2 separate regions of the Manis pentadactyla genome follow, and region 1 is linked to region 2. Evidence: chromatin contacts called from public Hi-C data. All regions are on one chromosome and are shown on one strand. The core of a region is the stretch at or near the end of the contact, and the rest is flanking DNA. Distances in the headings are between cores, read along the strand shown.

Evidence for each region. A called contact is a pair of places that touch in the nucleus more often than the background predicts.
Region 1: a Hi-C map of fibroblasts shows a contact between it and region 2, with 4 times the contacts expected there. The contact joins the promoter of MVP here to the promoter of DOC2A in region 2. A contact is called at or near these places in 2 of 3 Hi-C or Micro-C datasets (fibroblasts and skin fibroblasts).

Annotation. Positions count from the first base shown.
Region 1 is chr10:83,497,074-83,501,250 of mManPen7.hap1, reverse strand. It overlaps MVP (major vault protein), which reads left to right and starts at 2,274. Exons shown (of 15, transcript XM_057487138.1): 1 at 2,274-2,388. It overlaps PAGR1 (PAXIP1 associated glutamate rich protein 1), which reads left to right. Exons shown (of 3, transcript XM_036917708.2): 1 at 1-379; 2 at 590-672; 3 at 1,623-3,646. The coding sequence ends at 1,822.
Region 2 is chr10:83,197,326-83,201,515 of mManPen7.hap1, reverse strand. DOC2A (double C2 domain alpha) reads right to left here and starts at 2,548. Exons shown (of 11, transcript XM_036919467.2): 1 at 2,292-2,548; 2 at 1,876-1,987; 3 at 923-1,200; 4 at 507-586; 5 at 212-286; 6 at 1-88. The coding sequence starts at 2,307.

The sequences.
Region 1 (4,177 bases), core at 1,025-3,524, 300 kb before region 2:
ATACCGGAAGCCCTTCTGCTTCGGCCCATAATGCCGAGGAAGAAGGGGGAGGAGGCCGGAAAGAGGCTGAGCCTGAGGAGTCTGGGGTCGAGGAGGTGCAGGCAGAAGTCCCCAGAGCTGAGGGGGAAGAGCAAGCCAAGGGAGAATCCGAGGACTGGTGTGTGCTCTGCAGCGATGAGGAGATGGAGCTGCCCGAGGATGGGCAGCCCTGGATGCCACCCCCCTCCGAAATCCAGAGGCTGTATGAACTGTTGGCTGCCCACGGTACCCTGGAGCTTCAGGCTGAGATCCTGCCCCGCCGACCACCCACGCCTGATGCGCAGAGCGAAGAGGAGAGATCCGATGAGGAGCCAGAGGCCAAAGAGGAGGAAGAGGAAAAGTGAGGGCACACCCTTACACTTGTTTACATCCCTGGGGCTGCACTGCTGATGCCTGGAGGACATTGGGAGGGAAGTTGGTACCCAAGAGCTTGAGAAGTGGAGGGAGGGAGGAGAGTAGGAGAGGAAAAGCCTGCAGGCTGGGGAGAAACACGTGTGTGGGAGCTTGAGGGGACCATCCTCACCCTTCACTTTCTGTCCATTTGTACCAGACAGCACATGCCCACAGAATTTGACTTTGACGATGAGCCATTGACACCAAAGGACTCTCTGATTGACCGGAGACGCACCCCAGGTACAGACAAGAAGGGAGACCTCCACTCCCACTTAGTCAATAGCTGACTCCCTAAAACGGGCCTTTTGGTGCCTTGGTTGCTACACAACTTGTATCTGCAGGAAAGAGCATTCACACCCAGTGGCGCCATCTTTCCGGTTTAGATTGATACCCCATTTTCATTTAAGAAGCTATCACAGATAATTCTGTCCTGCTTCCCTTTTATCTCCATCTCCCCAGAAGTCCAGTAGTACTGTATATACACCTCCTAATCTGACCCAATTCCCCACCCCACGTGCCTTCCCTAGAATTTACCCTTGAAGCCATTCTTGATTTCTCCTTTTACCCCAACATTCAAGGCAGCAGCAAGTCTTGTGAGCTCTGCCTCCACAGCATTTCCAAGTTCATCTACTCTCCACCTTCAACACTGCACCCTCATCACCTTCAAAGCTGCCATCTCTTGCCTGGATAGTTGCAGTGGTTCCTAACTGGTCTTCCTGTCTCCAGTCTCAGCAACCAGAATGATACTTTTAAAGTATAAATCTTGTCACTTCTTGGGGGAAGAGCATGTTGGGAGAGACCCCCCAACACACACATAGCTTCCAAAGACATTTCCATCTAAACTAGAGATCCAAATCCCTTATGGCCTGTAAATCATTCCTTTGGCCTCATCTTTCACCATTTCCCCCAGCTCTCAACACTGTCTTTGAACAGATCTCCCTGTTCTTACCCTGGGGCCTTTGTACTTGCTCTTCTCCTATCTGGAATGCTCTTCCCTGGTCTTCACACTACTGGTGCCTTCTCATAATTCAGACCTTCGCTGCCTACCCCATCTAAGGCCCAACCCTAAACCTCAGAGGCTTGAGAAGTCTTTATGTTTAACGTACTCCCCAAGTACTTAGTAACATCCTGGCAGGTCTGGTGCACACTGCCTCGCTCCCTTCTACATTTTTCATCTTACCCTTCTCTAGGAAGCTCAGCCAGGAGCCAGAAACGGGAAGCCCGCCTAGACAAGGTCCTCTCAGACATGAAGCGACACAAGAAGCTGGAGGAGCAGATCCTTCGCACTGGCAGGGACCTCTTCAGCCTGGACTCAGAGGACCCCAGCCCCAGCAGCCCCCCACTCCGGTCCTCAGGGAGTACTCTCTTCCCCCGGCAGCGGAAATACTGACTGCTGCTGCCCTAACCCTTAAGATGCAGAGCATGTCCCTGGGCCTTGTCCTGCCCTCCCTAATCCAGGGCACTGAGAAACCTGGAAAGAGGAGAGAAATTCCAAGCTCCCAACACAGTACCTTGCCAGAAAGAGAGTATGTGTGTGTGTGTGTGTGTGTGTGCTGTTGAACATCTGTTTGGATTTTCTGAATTTAAAATAAAAAATTCAAAGTTCTCTTAGAGGAGGAGCTTCAGCTAGAGCCCAAACCATTATGGAAAGGCAGAATTGTATTTGCTCAGATTGGGAAACTAAAGCCAGATGAGGCAGTCAGTCTGCACCTGCCCCCTGTCTTGGACCTTCCAGCTGTGCAGTCTCACTCCAGCACTGCCACCTGGCCGTCAGGCTGAATGAGTTGCAGTTCCTTCAGCTGCACCCAGAGGAGAAAAGGAGAACCAGCTGCAAGGGCCCTTTAAATGCCCAAGCCCCACCCACCGAGCCTGCCCTGCCTGGAACTTAGGGCTGGCCTGGGCCAGGCCTGTCAGTTTCCTGATCTGAGGAGTCTTGTAGCCGCTGTATTTGTGGATGTGAGTACTTTGCTGTAGCTCCAAAGCCCCAAACCAGTGGTGGGATCTTGTGTCCCTCAAGGCTCTCTTAGCCCTCACCCGCTTTCTAGGGCCTTGTTCTGCCGGGGAAGGTAGGACCTCTGAATGAGAGTAGGGAGGAAGTGGATTGGGGTGTGGCCTCAAGACATTTTGCGTTTCTTGTTGGATGTTTCTGTCTTTGGAAGTAAGGTAGATCAATTTGTCACCTTGCCAACACCCCTCACCTTCAAAATTTCAGGCCCCTCTGACCTAAGGCTCTCACATCAGAAATAACATCAGGAGGCCACTCAAACTCTCTTCTGGAGCTAGACTGATCTCTGCAATCTATACTCATCTGTCCCCTTCCCTGGGGACCTAGACTCTGGCCTGTCCCCTTGAGCTTTTAGAATGTGACTTATCCCCGTTGAGATCACTTAACTATGCCAAATGTTGAGATTTTCCTACTGCTCCACTCAGGGCTGTGCCAACTGTGGCCCTTGCAGATCACTTGACAAGTCATTAGCAGAAGGAATTTAAGGTAGGCTTGATTTCCTGAAGGTGTAGTTTGGTGAGCAAGGCTTTTTTTATTTCATTTTTTTTTACTTTGAGGGGAGGAAGTGAAAAGCAGGAAACTCATTTGGACCCACCAGCCTGTGGTGGATCCTGGAGCTGGCACTCAGGAGCAGAGCATAAAGGGGCAGGAAGTCATAGTGAGGCAGATATCCCTCTGTTCTCTGCTCCCTGCCTGGGTAGACTCCTAGGAAAGGCTGGTTGTCAAGTGCGATGTCAACGGACTCCCTGGAAACTCCTGTTTTAGCCTTTAGCACACAGGGTACCCAGCCTGCTCCTGATGAACCTTTCTGGGCAGGGAAGCCCTCCAAAGCCTTGAGTAGGTAGGGCAGCCACTTTGAATGGATGATGGTCCAGGGACAGCCTGAGGGCTCCAGGGTAACTCATGCCTCTTTGTTGGGTGTTGCCCTCCCAGGTTGCAGAAAATGCTCACCTTTGGACTGCTATTGACACTGTTTCCTCCAGAGTGCCCAGCCCTAGTTAAGGTCCTTACCTTCTTGTTCTGTGCTTACAGTCTTAACACTGCTGCCTGAGAAGCCATGCTGCCTCCTGGTTTGAGGGCTCTGCAATCATGCTACCTGGTGTGGAATTCTGGATCCATTTTTTGATCATTGTGTGATCCTGAGCAATGTTTCTTAACTTCTAGGCTCTTGTGAGGATTAAATGAGTTAATTAAAGGCACTTAATACAATGCCTGACACAAAGTTCTTAATAAGTGGGGGCTGTTATTTGGGATTACTTTGAGATTACCAAAGATACAAATTCCAGAATTCCTCTCCTGGAAACCCTGGCCTGGTGGGTCTGGGGTGAGGCCTGGGAAGTAGGACCAATACTGCCGGCTGAGTCCTATAATTGGACGAGATGAGAAAACATTGATCTGGATCAGGGGTTCTGAAGCCTGGTTCCTGAGTCACTGCTAATTGAGGCATCCTCACCTTCAATGACTGACATTAATTGGCAGCGTCTGGGAGGTAGGATGGAGGGAAGGCAAGAGATATCCTGAGTAGGCAGTTTCTGTTCTGTCCCTAGTGAGACCACCAAGCTGCTGCTCTCTCAAAGCAGGCCAGTTGGGCTGGAGTGTCCTAAGATTTTCTTAAAATAAGGGAAACTGCCTAGTTGAGTCCCTGTTTATGCTGAACTTCATATGTTTTCCTAAACCTAAGCTCCACAGAAGTGATGCTGGCAAGGCTGTCACCAGCTTCACCTCCAACTTCAGGCCTGC
Region 2 (4,190 bases), core at 1,299-3,798:
CATCATCCGTGATTCCACTGTACGTCAGGTCCTCATTCCACACGGGATTCAATGTGTTCCTCTGAGTCTTGGTTTTTAGCTTATTGGCCTGAGGTGTGGGGATGAAGTGTTCTCAATTCAAGTCCTCCAGACCCAGAGAAGCTGAAGGCAAAGGAAGGTTAGGGATGGACCCACAGGCTGGGACACCTTGGGTGGCCAAGGAGGCCATTACCTTGCAGGCTCCCGGCAGCAGGTGCAGCTTGACGTAGGGGTCAGCCAGGCCATTGAAGCCCATGGGCTTGAGGCCCTGGAGAAGAGTGGGGAGAAGAGGGCTGAGCTCCCATCCACCCACCCTCTGCAGAGTGGATCCTTGGGGTGCACAGAGCCAAGAAGGGTGCTAAGTGGGGGTAGGAGGTGAGAGAGGAGAAGCAGGGGTCCAGCCTGGGGAAGGGGAGGGAAAATGGGAACCCACCCCTTCCAGGTAGGAGACGAACAGGGCCAGGGATTGGGAGGCAATGAGTGCCCACCTTAGCCTTGAGGATACTACAGTGCAGAGTGCAGGAGGCCTGGTCGTAGAGAAGGTCAAACTCCAGTGTGCCCAGAGCAGCTGGAGAAGAGGGAAGAGGCAGCGTGAGTAGACAGGTGTGTGTGAGAAACCATTAGGCAGGCTGGCTGTGTCAGCTGTGAAGGTGTGTGCATGTGTCTGGTCTGTCAGCCTGTGAGTGTGCATGTGTCTGCGTCCCTGGCAGGGCTGCCACTGGGGCTGTGTGGGTGGTTGAGTGTCTTAGCAGAAATATTGAATATTGAGCCTTGCTAGAGCTGTAATCTCCACACCGACTGCAGCTATGGCAGCACTGCCTGCTGCCTTCCCCCCACACACTCACTTCCCACAAGTCTGGAGGCCTCCATTCTTGCCCTGGGCCCCTCCAGCCCCCAGACTCACTGGTATCATCTGAGTCATAGCTGTCCATCTCAGCTCCATCCTCAGGTGTGGTGACCCCAAGGAGAGCTGCCGGAGGGGCCAGGGCCAGCGGGGCCAGACGAGCAGGGGCCTCCCCGAAGCTCCCACCACTCCCTTCAGGTCCTGGTCCCCGGCGGGGGAAGTAGTCCGAGATCTGGCGGATGGGCCTGATGGGCCCAGGGCACACGTTGATGGCCATGTGCTCCTGGATGTTGATGGTCATGCGGTCACCCCTGCGGCCCCTCATGCAGCACCCTGATCTGGGGGAGGGAGCTGCGAGTGAGTACGAGCCCAAGGCTGACTCCTCATACCTACCATCTGCTGGCTGAGGGCCAGGCGGCAAGTTCCTCGGTCTGTGGGGCCCTCACTGGCCTCCCTTCCTAGGTGTCAAGGGAGAAGGCAGACTGTGCCAGCTGATGGGCAGGCAGGAGGCCTGGGCATTCCAGACCCCAGGCTTTGCTCTGTAGGGGCTGGGCTGCTGGCCCACTCCCTCCAAATAGGTCCTGGCTCCACCTCAGATTTCCCACTTACCTCTGGATTGTCCCTTTGTCATCGTCCCAGCTCCTGCTCCTCATTCTGGGCTTCTGTCTGCTTTGGGCCCTGCCTACCCCGAAAGTCCCCCTCCTCTGTCTCTCTGAGGCTACCTCCATTCTTCTGCACCAGGCACTTGTCTGGTCCTGTGTCACCCACCCCTTTAGACTTTCACTGCCCAGTCTTCATTCGGGTCCAGGATCTGCCCACCTGCCTGACTGGTCCTCCACTACCCAGCCGCCCAAGGTGGGGGACGCCTGCTTCACATGCCTCCCACTGAGAATGGCCTTCCGGAGGAGCCAGAAACGGCAGCCTCCGGAGAGCTAAACACCCCCATAGGCACACACAGGCTAACACACACACTCACCCTCACCCTCACGCCCCGGCGGCCCAGCCCCCTGCACCTGTCTCTGTGCCTCCAACAGGTGCCCAAGCACTGGGGGTCCGCCGGGTGCAGGCTGGGCGGTGGCGGCCGGTGATTCCCAGGGCGGCCGACGAGAAGAGCTGGGAGTCCGGCTGTGTAAGGCGATAGGGAGGGAGAACCGGAGAAAGGGCGGGAGGGAGGGGGTGAGCGAGGTGGAGGCGAGGACGCAGCCGGCGCAGGAGGCGGGGGCGGGGTGGGCCGGCCGGTGGCTGGGGAGGGGCGGGACTCTCCCGCCGCGCAGCAGGGCACACTTAGGGGCACACCCGAGGCACACACGCAGTCGCGGGCACGCGGTCTGGTACACGCACCTCTCACGGGCACTCCCGCGCACACGCCTGTGCCCACGTGTGCACACTCGCACACATGCACCAACCAGACACGCGCGGGCACACTCACCCGGAGAACTTCGCATACACACACTGGCAAACACAGGGGGTCCCTGCGCCACCCGGAACCAACAGTGACAACTGCCCCATGTTCTCTAGCTCCTCTCGGGGCCTCGGGCCCCCGCGCCGAGCTCACGGTGCCTCCTCCCTCGCGGGCTCCTTCCTTGGCTCGTGGGTCTCCAGGGCCCGACCGCCGGCCTCGTTGCCATGGCGACGACCGCTTACCTACCTCCCCCCGCCTCCCCGCCCAGTGTATCCTCACGCCCCTCCCCCGCAGAGAGCTCGAAGGAGGGCTTCTAGCCCGCCCTCCCCAAATCCGTGGGGGCAGGACCTGAGGGGCGGGGCTTAGAGAGCCTCATTGAGTAGGGAAAGAGGGTCTGATCCGCCTGTGCTCGCTGGCGTGGGAACTTGGGGGTCCCCGCACCGGGTGTGGAAGCTCACAGTCTGAGGGAGGAGACAGAAGACCGACGCTGTGGCTTCCCGCAGGCCTCCTCCTTTGGGCTGCTAAGGCGGCTCTCCTTGGACGCAACCCAGCCTCCATGGGCCTGTGTCCCCAAAGAGATAGCGTCTCCTTTGGGAATCCACCCTCCCTCACCCCACCCCCTGTCCTTCAGGTGTGGAGGGACATCTGGTTCTTCATCAGTCTGCCATTCTCCCCTGAAGGCTCTGGCACCTGCCCATCAAACTCCAGCCTTTGATCGTTGCCCTCTTTTGCTCCAAACTTGCCATCTTCCAAAGACAGTCCTCACAGTGGCCTTCAAGGCCCTTCAGCCCTAGATGCTGATTTCTCTGATCTCATCACCCTCACTTCCCTGGCTGCCTTGCAGGAATGGGTATCTGCAGTTCCTAGGATGCACCTGGGTGTCTCAGGTCTCTGGACCTTTGTTCATACAAGCTTCTCTTCCTGGAAGGCCTTCCCTTCCTTCAGGGGTCACCCTGGGCCACCTCTTATTAGGAGCCTTTCTGGAGCAGTTCTCCCACCCCCAACAGTGCTATTACAGGTTGTTCTGGTGACATTGGGTTGGTTTGTCATGCCTGTTTATGTTTCTGTCTCCCCCACCACCAAGGAGTGCCATGGCAGGCAGAGGCTGTCCCAAGCTGGGCCTGGCACTAAGTGGCATAACTAAATATTGGAATTTTAAGTGAAAGAAATGTGATTGTACAACAATGTTAACAGACTTAACACTACTGAACTGTATGCTTGAAAATGGTGGAGATACAAATATTGTTATGTGTATTTTTAAAATATTTAACAATTTTTAAAAAAGTAAATGCAAAATCCAACTATACTAAGATAGCTCTTGTCACCTATCAAATGGTAAAATTCAAAGTATTTGTTAACACACAGTGTTGGCAAGGTTTTGGGTAGATGTACACCACCTCTGTTGAGGCCAGAGGATACCAAGATGACAAATACAGACTCTTTACCCAGAAATTCCACTTCTAGGATTTAATCCTATAAATATCCTGGCCCATGAGCAAAATAAAAGCTCAAGTGGAGCATGTTTGCAGTGACAAACAACCTAAATGTCCCAGAGTAGGAAACCAGTTCAACCAGTTATGACACAATTTTAACAATGAAATAGTATGCAGCCATGAAAGAGGCCCTGCATGTACCTGAACAGAATCATCTTCACAGTCTCAGGTCATCTTAGAAAAGTAAGGTGCAGAGTGGCATGTATGGAATCTGCCATTTAAGTGGGGGGAAAAAAAGAGTTTTTATGTTTGTTCATATTTGTGTGAATTATTTCTGGAAGGCTGCACAAGAAAGTGACCTCTGGTGACCTCTAATCAGGTTGCTATGAGACAGGGTAGGGCAGGAACTGGAAGGACTTATTTTCCATCCTTTTGAACTTTTTGAATTTTGTACCATGTGCTTATGTTACCTATTGAAAATAATACATTAAAA